Linked DNA regions of Sus scrofa: regions 1, 2 and 4 are each linked to region 3. Evidence: chromatin contacts called from public Hi-C and targeted proximity ligation data. All regions are on one chromosome and are shown on one strand. The core of a region is the stretch at or near the end of the contact, and the rest is flanking DNA. Distances in the headings are between cores, read along the strand shown. Region 1 has its middle 38 kb from the start of FRRS1. Region 2 has its middle 66 kb from the start of FRRS1. Region 3 holds the start of MFSD14A (hippocampus abundant transcript 1 protein). Region 4 holds the start of DBT (lipoamide acyltransferase component of branched-chain alpha-keto acid dehydrogenase complex, mitochondrial).

Region 1 (4,354 bases), core at 1,738-4,237, 200 kb after region 3:
CAGTGCAGGCTGTCATAATAAAATACCACAGACTGGGTGGCTTAAACAACAGAAACATATTTCTCACAATTCTGGACTCTGGGAGGTCTAAGCTCAAGGTGCTGACTGATTTTATTCCTGATGAGAACTCTTGTCCTTGTTTGCAGACAGCCGCCTCCTCACTCTGCCATCAGGTGGTGGAGAAGGAGAGCTCTGGGATCTAGTCCTCTTCTTATAAGGACACCAGCTATATCAGGTTAGGGCCCTATCCTTATCACCTCACTACCCTATGTCACCTCCTCACAGGCTCTCTCTTTAAATAAGTCACATTGGGGGTTGGGGCATCAACATATGGCTTTTTAAGACAACACAGGCATCCAGTCTATAACACTATTTAAAAGGAGAGAATATTTTTTTGGAGTGAATATGCCAGAAACTTTCAGAGGAAGAGGCTTTTAAGATTGACTTTAAAGGGACTGGATTTGCAGAATGGGAAGGGAAGTTTTACCATCATCTGAGTATTAGAAGTAGAAAGAAGAAGGGATGTAGGATCCATGTAGGCTAGTGAGGATTTCGGTTTGATCAGTCTTCTCATAAATGAGAAAAATGAGTGAATTTCAAATCATTGAGAAATTTGAATGATGACTATGAAGTTTGTACTTTATTCCATGAGCAGTAGGAAGCCACAGTTTAACAAGTGATATGATCAAAGCTGTTTTCAAAGAAGATTAATCTGACAGAGACTTCGAGGGGGTGAAATTGGCAGTTTAGTACTGGTCTGGTTAGGAGGCTATATTAATAGTCAGGAAAGAGGTAATGAGAGCCTGAGCTATAATAGTGGTAGCGGATATTCACTCATAAATCAAACATTGACCTTTCTCAATGCACAAGCACTCTAATGGGAAAACATACAAATAAACTGGTAATTACAATATAGGGGGATAAATGCTAGAATAAGATTCAATTCACCAGAATAGATACACCTAACAAAACATACTTACTATTTATAAAGCAAAAGTGGATAGAACTACAGGGAGAAATTGATAAGTCTACGATCACAGTGGAATATGTCAACGCACATCTCAAAATTAATGGTAGGTTAAGGAAACAAAATATTGGTAAAGACACAAAATTTGAATAATGGAAGTAACTGTATTGATATTGGCTGAAATCAGAGAAGAGCATCTCTCAGAGAAGACCATATCCAACAACTGGAGAATGTACATTAAAATGCTCTCTCTCCTTTTCCCTTGCCCTAATTCTCTTTTATAGTCACCATTTCCCAACTTTTGAAAAGAAATACCTCTTATCCATCCCAAATGTTTCCTGATACAGCACCCTGGGGTCTAAACTCTTCAGAAGGACAACAAACTGTTGGTGTTAGAGAAGGCTCTTATAACCATAAACCTTCCACAGGTCATTGTCTTTTCCTCTCTTAGATGAATGTCTGGCAAGGATGAGGCATGGCCTTTGGAAGGAGTTGGTTTGATCCTTGTTGGGATGTTCCCAATTCAGTAGCACGGGACAGTTGGAGTTGATGACACTTGTTGTTTGACTGCCTTATCTCTTTCATACCCTCACTATTACTCAATAATGAGCTCCTCCTGAGGGAGTCGTATCAGAGCTACACACTCACTCAGGTGGATGAGAGAGGGGGCAGGGAGGACCTGGCAGAGCTGGCCGCAGTGCTGCAGTCCTAATACTGTAGCCGTAGCCTGGCCAGTCAATGGGCTGGAGCCCCTAAAGGCTTTCCCTGGCAAGGAGCACCCCCTGAGAGAGAAACTGGGAGGAAATTAACCAATAACCGCCAGTAACGATGAAACAGAAAGAAGCTTTTCTGAACTATCAGTAACAAAATGTATCAACTGTGTTGAAAAAGTCTTGATTATCTTTCTGTTTTTCTCATAGAAAATGATACAAAATGGCATTGTCATTTGAAGAAATGATTAAAAATAGCAAGTCAAAATGTAGAAAAATTATTATAGAGTATTAATTTTGTTATATTTTTCTCGGTTGTATGATATTTGTGGAATTTATCATCCTTTTAAAATGTATAATTTGTTGTGATTTTTGTTTTCATATTACGTAAATATTTGCCCTCCTAATTTTAAAAGTTTATAATGTATGCTTTTAAAAAGAGGTCTGCACCTCATATTTTATAGACTTTGGGCTAATGAAACTCAAATCCATCCTAGGACCTGATACTTATATTTCTCTTCCTCTTTGTCTTTGTTTTTCTCATTATTCCTTTTTCTTAAAAATAGACATACTAATTTATAAAAAAAAAAAAAAAAAAAAAAAAAAAAAAAAAAATCCTTTTTATTTTATTTTTTTTTTTCATGCTCTTTTCCTAACAAAACTTTCATTCTCATCTACGTATGTATAAAAACAAAGTTTTTAATGCTATAAATATAAATGAAAAATAGGAATAGCCAAATCCTGACTCATTCTAATAATAAAGTAATATTAACCCAAGGAGAATTTAACTTTTAACCATATTAAAAAATATCAGATGGTCAACTTAAAAAAATTGTGAAGGATGTGTTATTTTTTAAATTTCTTTTAAGGATACACAAGCAAAAACATTTGGAGACAACTGATCTAGGTGAATAAATATGGAAGGCTGTATAAATCAATCATGCAAGTCCTTTAAGGGCGCTGCTATCTATTTTTAACTGTCCTTTGGCAGATTTCAGCAGACAGCTGTATCAAACAGATGGCAGTGGCCCGAGCGTGTGAACGCTGCTTTGGCCCACTTATTTCCAGTTGCAAAACCTTTACAAATCCTAATATTTAAACAAAGTAATTCAGGCTAACATTTTTATAGTTTGGGGTGGAAATAACTCCCATTAATGGCTTAGAACAGAACACAGTCTCTATTGGCGGAAAAGTTCTGGTCCATTTCCTTCAGGGCCCTCTTTTTATTTGTCCAGAAGTCCTTGTGTGCTGGTTATCAGTACTTAGGAGCAAGCGAGGGTGAGGCTGGGGTTGATCTAGTCCACCTTGGTGCTGCAGTGTTGACATGTCAGCACTGGAGGTGCCTGCCTTCAGTTCAGAATCCCTCCCCGCCCCCGCATAAACCCCTCTTTTGGGCTCCCTAGGAGCTGGAGCACCAGCAAGAGCTGACTTGAGGATAGGCAGTCTCACTTCCCTCACGCTGTTCTTGTAGAAAGAGTCTGTTCAAACTGACCATCACTCCAGAATCATGGTTCTTTTTATTTCTCCCTCCAGCCGTTTTCCCCAGGGGTTGACTCTGTCAGGTCTCTCTGGGAGAGAATTAAGAGAGTTAATTGGAAATTACTAATCCTGCAAGAAGCAGGAGAGCGGCCTTTTATTTCTCAGATGTTCTGTGACAGAACATGCAGATCTAGCCTGGAACTGTCATGAAAGTATGATGATGGAAGTATTAGGAGAGCTTGGCTTGTACCCCCCTGGCATTTGGGGCAAACATGAATATGGAGCCCGGTGCCCATTTCTAGTCTGGAGATTTCTGAGAGTCTCTCTGGAGGTTGTGGCACTTGAGGAGAGTGTGACAAAGTAGACATAAAAAAAAGGCGACATCCCTTATCATATCTGTTTGAAGAAGACCTGAAGGTTCTTGAGGCTTTCAGAAAAAGCAACGTCAGACATAGGGAAAACAGGTTGCCATGTGGGGAAATAAATTTGCTCTTCTGGTCCTTAGACATGCACAATACCTAGGATTTCCTGGCATCTACTGCCACCATGTGGGTATTTACATTTATTGAATTCAGACTTGAATATTTCCCTGTTAAGGCTGGTCCTAAGCCAGAATATGAAGAATTTTTATTTTAGGGGCTGTTCTAGTACCCTTCAGCCTCAGGTTGGCTCCTAAGTCCCCTCTCAGTTCCTGTGCTCTCAGACTCACAGTGAGGTTCCATCATTAACTACCCTTCTCATCTATAGCCTCTGGCAAAGCAGTATATGAAAGCCGTGCTGCTGATACCTCATGACTTTGAGTTTCTGATAAATCAGTGTGAGGCAGAGAGACTCTGAAATGGTCCCCAAATATCTGTTTCCTGGTCTTCTTGCCCTGTGTAACTGTTTTACCTCAAGTGAGGAAGCTAAACTGTGTTTAGCTTCTAACCAGCAGGCTATGGCAGAGGTGATGGGCTGTCAGTTCCATAATTACATTACTGTGATTTCCAGCAGGTCCCCTGACTGCCTTCTTGGCTTGTGTGCATGAAGCAAGCATCCAAGTCCGGGAGGCCCAGTGAAGAGGAACTGAGGGCAGCTGCTGGCTGTCAGTAGGCAGGACAGTAAGGCCTCTAGTCCAGCAGGACATAGATCATTGAATCCTGCTAACAACCATTTGAACTTGGGAGCAGATCCCTCTCCAGTTGAGCTTTCAGATGAG
Region 2 (4,872 bases), core at 1,486-3,985, 170 kb after region 3:
AGCCTGGGAACCTCCATATGTCTGGGAGCGGCTCAAGAAAAGGCAAAGAGACAAACAAAACAAAACAAAACAAAAAAAAACAAACAACAAGAGTTACAATTATAAAGAAATAGATTGAGACGTAATTGCCCAAAGAATTAAAGTATGAAATTTTAATACTTAATGATTATTAGAATCACAAATATCTACATCTTTGTAAGAATGATGAAAATTCATTACAGAAGTAATGGTGTCATTCTGAACAAGTACAAATATCAGAGATTAGCTGGCTCAGCACAGCTAAACAACCTGTCTCCTGCTCAGCTTATACAAATATTGTTTTTATAATTACACAAGGATTCAGAGAACTTGTAGTACAAAGGTTAAAATGCATCCAAAATATCTCGAACAGTTTTTGGATCAGTGGCCTATGCTCAGTAAAAAAAAAAAAAAGACAAGCAGTTTCTAAATATGAATATTTATTTATTTATATAATATATATGCATGATGATTTAATAGGTTATATAAATTATAAGACACAAAAATAAAGATAAGATATAAATAAAGTATTTTAAATAACTAATTTATCAATGGATAGAAAAAATCTTTTAGCTCTCACGAAAAATTAATATTGATATCTGTCTGAAAGCAAGGTAACTGAATTTCATTAACTTTAAAAACCTTGGTTTAATATTTTGTGATAAAGTAATTTAAGTATTCCAAGTTCTGTTTATTTTGATACTTGATTTAATGGTCTCAGATTTGAAAAAATACCACACAAAGATACTCAAATCCCAATGGATAAAGTTCTTAGTGTCAGTGTTTACTAATCCATGACCTTAGCTTTTCTTTTCTTTTCTTTATTTTCTTAGAACTGCACCTGTGGCATATGGAAGTTCCCAGGCTAGGGGTGGAATTGGAGCTGCAGCTGCTGGCCTACGCCACAGCCACAAATGCCAGATCCAAGCCATGCCTGCAACTTACCCCACAGCTCACAGCAATACTGGATCCTTAATCCACTGAGCAAGGCCAGGGATCAAAGCTGTGTCCTCATAGATCCTAGTTGGGGTTGTTAACCACTGAGCCATGAAGGGAACTCCACTAGTTGGGTCCTTAACCCACTGAGCCATAATGGGACCTCCCATGACATCAACTTTTCAATCCCATTCGCCAATTACATTTTTGTAGAAATGTGCTAGTAAATATGTAGATTTCCCTGACATACTATATCAATTGTTTCATAAGCTAATCAAAACATGTCTCATACTTATAAGTGTTACTAAAAAATGTATATTCAAAATGCTCTTGCTGTAGCAAGGGTTGGCAAACTATACTCAGCCTACTACTTCTTTCTGTAAATAGTTTTATTGGAACACAATCACATCACTCATTTATGTATTATCTATGGCTGCCTTCTTGGTACAATGGCAGAGTTGAGTGGCTGCAACAGCAAGCAGATGGACTGCAAATCTGAAAATATTTGTTATCTGAAACCTTAACAGGAAAAAAAAAATGTGCCAAACTCTGTTTTATAGCATCAATTTCCATCAAAAAGTAAACTTTCTCAATCATGTTTACCTCAGAGTTGGACTGTGTTTATTTTTCTGAGAATATTTTCTCAGTATTATACTATTGAGTTTCACATCAGACTTGAAAAGGACAAATCTCAAAGAGCAAATTTCAAACACTTCTAACTCATCTTTAAGTCTGATAATCTCTTGAAGTGAAAGAGGCATTTATGGTTACACTGCCTCTTGTGACAAAGTATTGTAAAGACTCTACTATTGGAGTTCCCGTCGTGGCGCAGTGGTTAATGAGTCCGACTAGGAACCATGAGGTTGCGGGTTCGATCCCTGGCCTTGTTCAGTGGGTTAACGATCTGGCGTTGCCGTGAGCTGTGGTGTACATTGCAGATGCGGCTCGGATCCCTCGTTGCTGTGGCTCTGGTGTAGGGCGGTGGCTGCAGCTCCGACTGGACCCCTAGCCTGGGAACCTCCATATGCCGCAGGAGCGGCCCAAGAAAAGGCAAAAAAGACATACACACAAAAAAGACTCTACTATTGAAGATAATATAACTTGAATATCTGCCTAAGTTGGCTTGGGTAAAAGTGTTATTCATGGCAATATACTGCAAGTAAACCAGTGATGGTGTGACTGTCAACCTTTTAGACCTGTAACTTCCACTCTTCCCTAAGAATAAATTTTTGTTTGTTTATGATACATAGACATACGAACGGAGAGCATCAATGTCAATTTGTAATACTAGCAAAATTCAATTACTTTTTAAAGTAAAAAATAGGGAGGAAGATGGATAGAGAGAAAAGAAAGAAAAATAAAAACAAATCCTACATTCTCTTTCTATATAGAAATAGATCAGTGCATACTCCCAAGGGTATGTATATGTATATATGTGTGTGTGTGTGCTATATATGTATATAGATAGATAGATCTTTCTATCTTTCCACTCTGTAGACCACTAATCCAAATCCCTGAAACTAAATTTTTATGTACAGTAAATGAATTATCAGAATACCTAGAGTATGTCAGCTTCCATAATTAATTGCTCAGTTTGCTAAAATTAGCTTAGCGCAGCAGTACATGGTGTGGGTATCTTATTCCTCATATACTAGGAATACTTTACTCAGATTAGCCTTAGCCGTCCTGCAGGCAACTAAACTAGCAAGATGAGCAATTAAACTCAGTTTGTTACCATAAACTAAGTTTTTCTACCTTGTCCCCTCCGCTAGATGTATACAAACGTGACTCCTAATCAAGGAACCTTTATAAATATGTTCTTTTAGAAAGGAAAAATTGAAATTTGACCAACCTTTGGTAAAAGAATGGAAGATGGGGAGTAATGATTTTACTCATTATTCTGCTACTAAATGAGATAGAAAGTAAAGGAGAGGGCTCTGATTTGGCCCCCAAAGATAATTATTTGGTCTTGTACTTGTTAAATTAGAAGAGTCTATAGAAATATTGGCCTTAAAAATGAGGAGGAATCCTTGCTTAAGGAAAAGTAAAAAGGAAAGAAAAATGAAGAAGGGCATGATAAAAGAACCAAAAATTGCCAGAGCTATTCTTCATACCTAACTGTCCACCAATTCCTATGAATTTTAAAATTTCTCCTACTCTGTCCTCTCTTTTCTTTCAACCCTGATGTAGTTAAACCATGTTTTTAAAATACCTTTCTTGGAGTTCCCATTGTGGCACAGTGGAAACAAATCTGACCAGGAACCATGAGGTTGGAGGTTCGATCCCTGGCCTCGCTCAGTGGGTTAAGGATCTGGCATTGCTGTGGTGTAGGGCCAGCACTGTAGCTCCGATTGGACCCTTAGCCTGGGAACCTCCACATGTCGCAGGTGCGGCCTAAGAAGCGAAATAAAGAAAAATATATATATATATATACACACACACACAAACGTATATACATATACACGTATGTATATACGTATATACGTGTGTGTATGTGTGTGTATATATATATATATATATATATATATATATAGCCTTCTTCATGATTTCTTGTCTCCATTGTCCCTTCCCTTTATCTTTCACAGTTATCTTCTAAAATAATACAAAGGCATCATCACTGAAGTAAAAATTTTACATGTTTCCATTTATATCATTTAGATGAATTTACTGGCTTAACCCAGAGTTACAGAGTCAACCACATCCTTCTTGTTTTGCAAAGCCTTCAGAGTTTCCTCTTCAAATAGCTGGGCTAGTTTTAACTGGCATTTTAGAGACTCACCAGCAAGGATTTACTAGCTGTTGTACATTGCACTAGGTCTGTCATATTGTCATACTCTTCCCATTGTCAGAGATCTTAAACTCTAGTTGCACAGTATAAGACTTACAAGCTTTTTGACTTTGCTACATTGTTTCAGCACTTAACTGTTCTCTGCCAATTGTGTAATCACAAATCAAAGAAAAGAGGTAACAAATTAAGGAAAGGTTTCATGCCAGCTGTGGAATTTTAGCTGAAAGTTGAAAAGGAGAAACACATAAAATGATGGTAAAGGGATTTAAAAGATACAGAAGAATCTGACTGGAGTGGAGGTATAAGAACATACATGAGAAAAGCCACTGGGGAGGAAATTAACAGGGCATCTGTACAGATGGAGGACATGAATAATGAGGAACAATAAGATCATTCTTGGCTAGGGAAGGTGGATTCCCTTACAGGAAATCCTGGAAGTCAGGCAGAGATGTTTAAATTTGACCTTATAAATACCAATTAATAAAAAGAAAAGAGATGGCATGAGAAGATTATTTTAGCATCCACATTCAGGCATATGGAAGAGAGACAGGCAAGCAGAGGCATTTGGAAAGAAATTACTGGTCTTAAAGAGAGATTGCAGTTAAAAGAAGTCATCAAAGAAGAGTACCAAGTTTCTAGCATCGCAAGCTATGAAAATGGAGACATCACTAAAGTAAACACGGAAGCTAAGAAGTAAAGAAAATTTGAGAACTGTGAGGAGATGGTTTTGGACATGTTAAGATTTAAGAAAACCCAAGTGGAGCTATCCTAAGATTCTTCCATAGCACGATACTGGGATGAAGCCAAGACAGCAGGGTGAGACTAGAGAGGTATAGCAATCTAGCAAGGCCTCATATATATTTAGGGCTTTACAGTCAAACATTATTAATTCTCAACCGCAAAACTCAGGAAAGCAGAAAAGCAGAAATTAACACCTTCATATCACAAATAAAGAAATTAATGTTTAGAATGAATGTGACTTGTTCAAAGTCACATGAATTCTTAGCAGCAGAGCCAGGAAAATTCTAGTTCCCTACTCGTCCCATTATAGTCTCTTGCTTCCAAGAAGCAAGCAAAGCTCAAAGCCTTTCTTCCAAAAGGAGTCACAAACATGGAAGTACCAGCTGAAG
Region 3 (4,311 bases), core at 1,481-3,980:
AGAGAAGAAACCAGCATTTAATAACTTGTGCTTAAGCTGGCTTTTCTTAGAAGGGTTTACTTCTTCTACTGTTAAAAACCACTTACTATAAACCTGTGCAAAGTTTTGGGCAAATCATTAACAACTCTTCACTAACTTTGTTCATGACTATTACAACTGGCTCATCAGACTTAAAAGAAAAATGTCATTAGCAGAAGGACAAGTGAAATAATCTTAACATTACTGAACACTAGGAAGAAAATGGAAGGGGATCAGATCAGTATAACTGGCCAGGTATGTGAAATACTGTCCAGAGCCTGTCATGTATGATCCATACAGCCTCAGATACCTGATGTTCTTAACAGCAGTCTGACCAATTTTAAGCAGAGAGGCAGAAAAGCAAATGCCAGTTAAAAACTATTTTTATGCCCATAACAGTTGTATTTTCATACATGTACTGCAAAAAATTACCCTGGCACTTTTAGAAATATAACTATCCCCTGATTATATGTAGGAATAAATAAAATTAAAATAAAAATCGTCTTAAGAATGTGCTACTCAACATTTAAAAAATTTAAATGTGTTTTTATCAGTTTAAATTCATACAGTAGGCCCTGCAGAATTAAAAGCTGTGCATAGTCCCTATTCTAAAGAGGTGTCCAGTGATCTTAGAATGGAAAGCTCAGCATAAACGTACAAAGGTAACAAATGATAATACCCCAAGCCCACAGCCCTCAAAAGTAGCTCTCATTTATTCTATGTCCCCTCTTAAAAACATATTGCTGGGGTAAAAAACAATTTTATGTCCAAAAGCAAGCTATGAATTCACCACAACTTTAATAAATCACAAGATAAAAAAAAAGTTAAAATAACCTCTTCCAAATCTCACAGGATTTAACTGCTATAAAGCTAATAAAACAGAAACAACAACCTCCAGAGACAGAAATAAAACTGAACTTAACAAGGAAACCGGAAGGTGTGTTTCTTGATCACAGATTCATTCTTATCTCTTGTAAAAGATACTGATCTTAAGTATCACTTGCTTTTACAAAATACAATCCTTTGCCGATTCTATTTTGTGGGTTTTTATGAAGAATGAAAAATATCAAGTCCCTATGACTGACAAAGGCAATCAGTATTCTTTCATGCTATTTCTTTCCTCACATAGTAGTTCTGACCAACTTGGTCAAAAGAGCCATGACAATTCACAGTTGATTTAATCAAAGTAATGTTTTAATTAATCAAATACAACAAAATTTGAGGACTTGAATTTCAAAGCTTCTTTTTTCACTAAATGTCAAAGTTATGACATCTATACATTTGACAGTTAAGTAAAAGTATATGCTGAAATTGTTCCATATGTCCCAAGTTTTCTAAATTTTAGCAGACTGACTGGGACATATTCTGAAATGTCGAAAGAAAGTTGTTCTTCATTTCAAATGAATACAGCAAAGCCTCACATATTTAGCCCTGTGCTAGTAGTTGAGGGCTCCAACAAAATATAAGCAAATATGGGGGGAAAAGGAACCATTTCTGCCTATTTCTCGGAGAAGTGACATATGCATTTCACTTTTCCATTCTATTTCAGAACATGATATCAAAGAAGGCAACAAAGACTAGAGAGCGTAGCAATGGAGAATTTTCAGCATAAAAAAAGTACAGGCGCGTTATTTTCAATTAAGAGGCCTACGTCCCCTGCTGGTTAACGACACCACGATGCATAAAGTTTACTGTGACGACAACTGTTTCTAAAAAGCACAAATTTTGTCTCGCCCTCAATCGGTCTTCCAATCCTCAGGCCACAACTCCATCTAGTCTTTTTTGTTTTAAAATACACCAGGTGATTTCTGAAGCCCGGGGGTGAGGACTGGCCTGTGAAAACCAGCAGATTCAGGTCTAGGCCCAGGTGTCCTCTGTCCCGCTCCTGCTGCGGGAAGTCAGGGGGAAGCCCACCTTCCGACGGTGTTTACCGTACAGCAGGCAGCGAAGGGCAGGAGCACCGACCCAGGACCGGGAAGGAGAGAGCGAGCGCACGACCCGGCCCCGCCGGGGTCGCCGCGCCAGATGCCACCCCGTTAGCAGCATATGGGAGGGCAGGGACTGCCCCCGGCCGCGGGGCCTGGACGGCGGGGGGGAGGGGGCGGCACCAGCACCGCCCCGGCGACACGGTGGGCCGGCCGGCGACGGAGCCCGGCGTCGATCCCTGCCCGCGGAGGAGGAGCGCGGGGGGCTCGGGGCCGCAGGGCCTCCGGGGGCGACGGCGGAGAGGGCGGCAGGTGCGGGAGAGGCGAGCGGCTTCACCATCCGAGAGGACCGGCCCGGAGGCCGCAGGCCGGCGAGGAGAGGAAAGCCCCCGGAGCAGAGGCACGGGGGCCCGGGAGCCCGAGACAGCGGCACCGCGGGAGGGTAGGGAGGGCGGAGGGCACCCAGGGGCGGCCGCAGGGGGCAGCGCGGGGGCAGAGAGAGATCCGGGCCCCGCAAGACCCTCCCCGGCGCGGTACCCCCGGCTCACCGTGCCTCCGTCCTTAATGATGATCTTCTTGGCCAGCATGATACTGCGGTTCGCGGCCCGTTTCTTCTTCTTCCCCTGGGTCATTTTACCATCCTCGACTCCTGGCGCTGCTGCAGCCACTCCCGGGGCGGCCGGCCCCAGCGGCGAGTGCCGTCCCGCCACTACTGCCGGGCCGAGCCGCTCGGGGCGCCCGCCGCCATCTTGAGGGCCCGGCCTGCCTCCGGCGGCGCGTCACATCGTGCGATCGGCCGACGAGCCCGCCCCGCCCACGTGACGCCGCCCCGCCCACGTGACGCCGCTCCGCCCGCTCGGCCGCCGGGGGGCGGCGCGCGCCTATGCGATCCCGGGCGGAGCGAGCCGCTCACCAGCTCGCTGGATCCTCGCAGCCGCCCGGGCGCTGGGGCCCGCGGAAGTTCCCCGTAACGGAGGAGGAATTGGACATTTCTAAAAGTTACCTGCTCCTGGAAAGAGCCGAGAAACGGTTGCACTGGAATTTTAACCAGACGAGTAGACTCTCTGGGCCGTCCACAGCTGTGTTCTAACCGAGACCAGAGCCGAAGGAAACGGTTCAGAGTTTCCCAGAAATAAGCTGAGTTTTCATAAACAATTTTTTGTCTTTCTGGTGCTGGGGGCGGGAGCGGCCTAGAGCTCAACCGAAGCACCTTTTCTTTATTCTCCGCTGATAGAAACTTACATAACCGGAGTCCCCGTCTGGGCTCAGTGGAAATGAATCTGACAAGTATCCATGAGGACGCAGGTTCAATACCTGGCCCCACTCAGTGGGTTAAGGCTCAGCGTTGCTGTGAGCTGCCGTGTAGACCAGAAGCTACAGCGCCAATTTGACCCCTAGTCTGAAAACCTCCATACGCTGCAGGTGCGGCCCTAAAAGAGAAAAACAAAACCTTACATAACCTAAGTCACACTTTGTAGCCCGCTGCCTGTATTGTTTAACAATCAATTTTGTAGAGTTCCTATCATGGCTCAGTGGTTAATGAATCCGACTAGGAACCATGAGGTTGCGGGTTCCATCCCTGGCCTCGCTCAGTGGGTTAAGGATCCGAAATTGCCGTGGGCTGTGGTGTAGGTCGCAGACGTGGCTCGGATCCCGCGTTGCTGTGGCTGTGGTGTAGGCTGGCAGCTACAGCTCTGATTAGACTCCTACCCTGGGAACCTCCATATGCTGTGGGTGTGGCCCAAAAAAGACAAAAAAAAAAAAAAAAAGGAATGTCAGAAGGGGCCCTAAAAAGCAAAAAAAAAAAAAAAAAAAAGACTATCCTTTTCCTGAAGGAATATAAGCCTTTAGGAGAGAAGGGATGTGGAGCTTGCTACCTGCTCTGAAATAGTTAGGAAATAAGTATGTGAGGAAAGGGTAAGAGAATGATGAAGCAGAACGGAAAGATGTTGAAAAAAAAAATAGTAAATTTGGGTATGGTGGTTTTAAGATATGTTCACAAGTTGAGTGATATTCTTTTCTAGAAGAGGTGGAGTCTAATTCCTCGTGAGGGTGGGCTGGGGTTAGTGACTGTTATCTAACAGGATATGATGGAAGTGACAGCGCTGACTTCATAGTGTAGGTCATAGAAAGTACTCCATCCTCCCACTGGCTCTGTCTTCCTCATTTCTCAGGGCCCAAGCCTAGTGGAAACCAGCCACCAAGACACGAGGACACTTAGGCAGCCTGTGGGGAGGTCCTGTGTCCAGGAACGGAGGCCTCTTACCAGCAAATACGTGAGTGAGTGGTGCTGGAAGCCAGTCCTCCAGTCCTGGTCAGGCCTTTGGCTGACAGCAGCACCTGCCAGCAACCTGCCTGCAACTGCAGG
Region 4 (4,273 bases), core at 399-2,898, 210 kb before region 3:
GTGTGGACTTATGTTTTTATTTCTGTTGGGTACCCTAGGAATGGAATTGCCAGGTAATAACCATTTTATTCACTTTTTAAAAAGAAGACGTGGGTTATCTGGTTATTTGGAGCCCAGGTGAAAGGATTAACTAGTGAATAGATGACAAATCTCTTGATATTGGAAGGAAAGATAAGGCAACATAAAATGAAGTTGGGAAGCAGTAATCCACAGAGGTAAAAAAAAAAATGTGAAAGAAAAGAAAACAGATAGTTTCTTGGGAGAAGGTAAAGTTAGGTAAAGTAGAAAAACGTGGGGAATTCCCCGTTTTGGCTCCATGGGTTAAGAACCCTACATGGTGCGGGTTTGATCCCTGGCCTCACTCAGTGGGTTAAGGATCTGGAGTTACTGCAAATTTCGGTGCAGGTCCCACGTTGCTGTGGCTATGGTGTAGGCTGGCAGCTGCAGACCCATAGCCCAGGAACGTCCATATGCACAGGTATGGCCCTGAAAAGAAAAGGGAAAAAAAAAAAAAAAAGAGGAAGAAGGTGTTATAGGGACCTTGGGAAGAAAAATAATTCAGTTCAAAGGCATAGCTACTTTACCTCTTTATACAAACACAGGCATATAGTATATTTTTAGTACCTATAAAATATTTTGTTGGAAAGTTAAAAAAATCAAAGTAGCAGAAGAGAGAGAGAGAATACACTGAAAGGCAAATAAGGCAAAAGTCTGACTTTGAGTAATATTAGTGAATTTATGAAATACATGAAATTTTGTTTTACAGCCACTCATCTTCAGTGTTGAGGATTTATGATTTTTCCTTTGTTCTGGCCTTTTCCTCTGTAATTCTTTAGACATCTGTACAGATTTTCATTCCTATTTAAGAGGCTAGAATAGAAAAGTATCATCCTGGACATTTCTACCAATTAGTTTCCTAGTTGCTGTGAGGAGGATTGACAATTAAAGCGCTAATCTTTTCTTTATCGGTTTCACCGACATCTATTCGGCATTTCTCCATGAGGCAGGTAAATCCAGGTACTGTGTCTGTGATGTATATTGCCTGTGTTGGGTAGCAACATCGTGCAGCATTATCCCAGAAGGAGAGGTAACCTCGATGACGTTTATCTCAAACCTGGTAGTCTTGTTCATCTTCCATGAAAAAAAAATCTAAAAGCCAATTTCAGTAACCAAGAACTTTCAATGAAGTGAGAAATGCCAGGCATTAGGAAGTATTCCAGCATAGACTTGACTCCACCATGGGTACAGACCCTTGCTACAGAGTACAGTACCGTCTCCTGTAACCAAGGTGGTTATATTAACAAGCTGAAGGAATGTTTCTGTTTTGTTTTGTTTTTTTTCCTTCCTACTTATCCTGCAGATCTTACTTCAACCTAAATTTCTCCAGGTGAATACCCTTCATGTTTCTTTAACATACTCTATTTCCTCCGTTACTTGGACCGAAAAGACGATCGTGAGGGCACATTACTTACACAGCAGTGCTTTACTCAGAAGCGTCACGGAAATTAAATTTGCACTGCCCTCCTCCCCACTTGGCTCCCCTCCCCCAGGCTCTTTCCCTCTCCGCAGGGCGCCCCGCCCCCTCTGGGGTTATTCTCAGCCCCGCCCCGCTCCCTGGTTGGCTCTTGGGTGGGAGGCTCGTTCCTTCGCTCTCCACCCGAGGCTTGGGGGAGGCGCGTTTTCCGGCTCCGGATAGGTCCCCGCCGGGGCAGCTCGTCCAACCCCGGAGCAGTTGTCATTTCCGGAGTAAGATGGCTGCAGCGCGTGTGCTGAGGACCTGGAGCCGCAATGCTGGGCGGCTGGTAAGCAGGTTGGGCAGATCTGAGGTCGGGAAGATGTGGTTGTCCGGCGTCACCTGGGGGAGGTGTGTTAACTTTGTCCTCCGAGTGCCTCGCGTGCAGGTCTCGCGTGATGGAAAGGTGGAGGGATGTGTGCACAACGAAGGGCAGCGAAGGTGGCGAGCCAACCTGGCTGGAGACCCAGTTTCTCTCCTTACCTGCGTGCGCTTCTGAGGTAACCCGGTCTTCCTCCCGCTCCATCTGAACCCCAAAGCCCAGCTCGACTTTGGCCCAGTAGCCATTCACTGAGCACCCTCTGGGTACCGGGCACTGGAGGTACGGAGATATACTATATTCATTCAGCATTTATTGAGCATCTCTTTGTCCCGGACGCTGGTAATTACGACTCCTGCCCTCGAGGAATTTACAGTCCAGAGGAGGAGACTGGGCAAGGAAACAACTCCTTAAGTCCTTGCTTGAGCAGCGGAGAGGTTCAAGCTTTGTTCTTTGGGCTTATACTTGCCTCCTACATCTGCACCGGTATCTTTCCAAACTTTTGTATCACCAGAGTTACCATTCATCACTATTTCCCCTTCTTGTCTCCCCTTTGACACAGTTCCCTTTGCTGAGATGAAACTGTTAACATCCCTGTAAGCATAGTGTTTCGTCCTATTTGCATAGCGTTTATCGTCCTGAGTCCACTCTTTTGGATTTTTCTACAGTGTTCGACCCCTGACGTTACAAAACCTTTCAAGAGCCTGCTATGTAGCAGGTACAGTGCTAGGAATTGGGGATGCAAATGTGAATAAGACTAGACTGAACTCTACCCTCTCAGTTTAATTACAGCCGTGCTGTCTGGCACAGGGCAGAGAGAGAAGGATATTAAACAAGCAATTACAGCACAGCACGAAAAGATGAGGCAAATGCCCAGAAAATACTGTGAGATTTGAAATTTGTGAAAACTAAGTAGGAGGTAACCAGAAGAAAGCCTGCCTTCTTTTGAAAGCTCTTCATCCTTGTTTTCTCTGACACCAACTTCCCGATATTACTCTTCCCACATCTTTGAACACTTGATCCCAACCTCCTCCTTTTTCCCTGCCTAACTGGTAAATATTGGTGTTTCTAAAGGTTCTGACTTGGCAGTCTGTATTTCATGCACGTCCTGGGTTACCTCATCCAGTTCTTTGATTTAAGTTGCCATTTATATGCTGATGATTCCTGAAGTTCCCATCTCTGAGCCAGCTCTACTCCAGACCTATCATATGTCTTACTCTCCTGGAAATCTTCAAATTGAATGTGTATTAGGTGTTTGTCAGCTATTAAGTAATAAACCCAATCAATATGTACATGTGTATACAAATAAGTACCTGTGTTAAGTACCTGTGTATACAAAACACCTGACAGGTGGCACCTGGCACTGATTAAATGGTTCATCCTTATCAGGGTTCTTATTTCATCAGTTCATTTGGCCTTTCTCTCAGGATCACGGGACGGCTGCTATAACTATGTGTTCAAAGAAAGAAAGAAAGTGTTGAAACACTGAGACTCACTGGCTAGAACTGTGTTACAGGGGAGCTTGGAAGGGCTAGTCTTGAGCCATCTCACAGTGTTTGCTCTAAGGCCTCCAAGCCGCATTAGACCCTAGGCTCTGTAACTAAACCCTCAAACCTGGTTCTCTTGATTCTAGCCTGGAAGTCTCTCAAAAATCTAGTCCCTGGAGTTCCCGTCGTGGCGCAGTGGTTAACGAATCCGACTAGGAACCATGAGGTTGCGGGTTCGGTCCCTGCCCTTGCTCAGTGGGTTAATGATCCGGCGTTGCCGTGAGCTGTGGTGTAGGTTGCAGACGCGGCTCGGATCCCACGTTGCTGTGGCTGTGGTGTAGGCCGGTGGCTACAGCTCCAATTCGACCCCTAGCCTGGGAACCTCCATATGCCGCGGGAGCGGCCCAAAAAGACAAAAAAAAAAAAAAAAATCTAGTCCCTGTCTCCAATTACAGATAATCCCTAGATCTTCCTAAACTGGGCTTCTACCTCTTATCTTGTGCCTTGCCAACTCATTCTCCATAGTGTTGCCAGAGTGATCTTATGGTGTAAGACATGCATTTGAGAATGTCATTACCTTGCTTAAAACTGATTTCAGCAAAATCCTTAGAATTCAGATGACTGTGAAGCAATTTATGAGCAATTTCCAATCTCTCAGGCCTCATTCCTTGCTAAAACTCACCCGCTCAACCCTGACACTGATGCTTTACTATCAGCCCACACTAATAACTACACCAGAAGTATATTGAACAATTTCAGTTACTTGAACACAGACTGTTCTCTCCCTCTCTGAACTCCAAACCTCTGCACATGCATTTCCTCTGGTTTAAAGACTTGCCTTAATCCTCTAACAGTCTTATCTGCAACACATCTCACCTATGGGTGACTCCTTCTCATCCCTTAGATCTTACTTCAAGTTCACTTTCTACAGGTAGGGTCCCTCCTTATGTTTTC

What was found. A called contact is a pair of places that touch in the nucleus more often than the background predicts.
Region 1: a contact with region 3 is called in a Hi-C map of skeletal muscle, with 9 times the contacts expected there. A contact is called at or near these places in 12 of 47 Hi-C or Micro-C datasets (embryonic fibroblasts, epiblast stem cells, fetal skeletal muscle and 6 more) and 1 of 2 datasets of targeted methods (skeletal muscle).
Region 2: a targeted proximity ligation map of skeletal muscle shows a contact between it and region 3. A contact is called at or near these places in 1 of 5 promoter capture datasets (fetal liver), 3 of 47 Hi-C or Micro-C datasets (fetal heart ventricle, heart right ventricle and liver) and 2 of 2 datasets of targeted methods (alveolar macrophages and skeletal muscle).
Region 4: a targeted proximity ligation map of alveolar macrophages shows a contact between it and region 3. A contact is called at or near these places in 2 of 5 promoter capture datasets (fetal liver and liver), 4 of 47 Hi-C or Micro-C datasets (heart right ventricle, liver, retroperitoneal adipose tissue and 1 more) and 2 of 2 datasets of targeted methods (alveolar macrophages and skeletal muscle).

The regions. Positions count from the first base shown.
Region 1 is chr4:118,290,169-118,294,522 of Sscrofa11.1, forward strand. It overlaps a transcript of FRRS1 not described here. Among named protein-coding and RNA genes, the nearest start is that of FRRS1, 38 kb to the right of the region's middle.
Region 2 is chr4:118,262,161-118,267,032 of Sscrofa11.1, forward strand. It overlaps AGL. Among named protein-coding and RNA genes, the nearest start is that of FRRS1, 66 kb to the right of the region's middle.
Region 3 is chr4:118,087,644-118,091,954 of Sscrofa11.1, forward strand. It overlaps MFSD14A (hippocampus abundant transcript 1 protein), which reads right to left and starts at 2,731. Exons shown (of 13, transcript XM_013997351.2): 1 at 2,492-2,731. The coding sequence starts at 2,575.
Region 4 is chr4:117,883,009-117,887,281 of Sscrofa11.1, forward strand. It overlaps DBT (lipoamide acyltransferase component of branched-chain alpha-keto acid dehydrogenase complex, mitochondrial), which reads left to right and starts at 1,649. Exons shown (of 11, transcript XM_003481505.4): 1 at 1,649-1,802. The coding sequence starts at 1,752.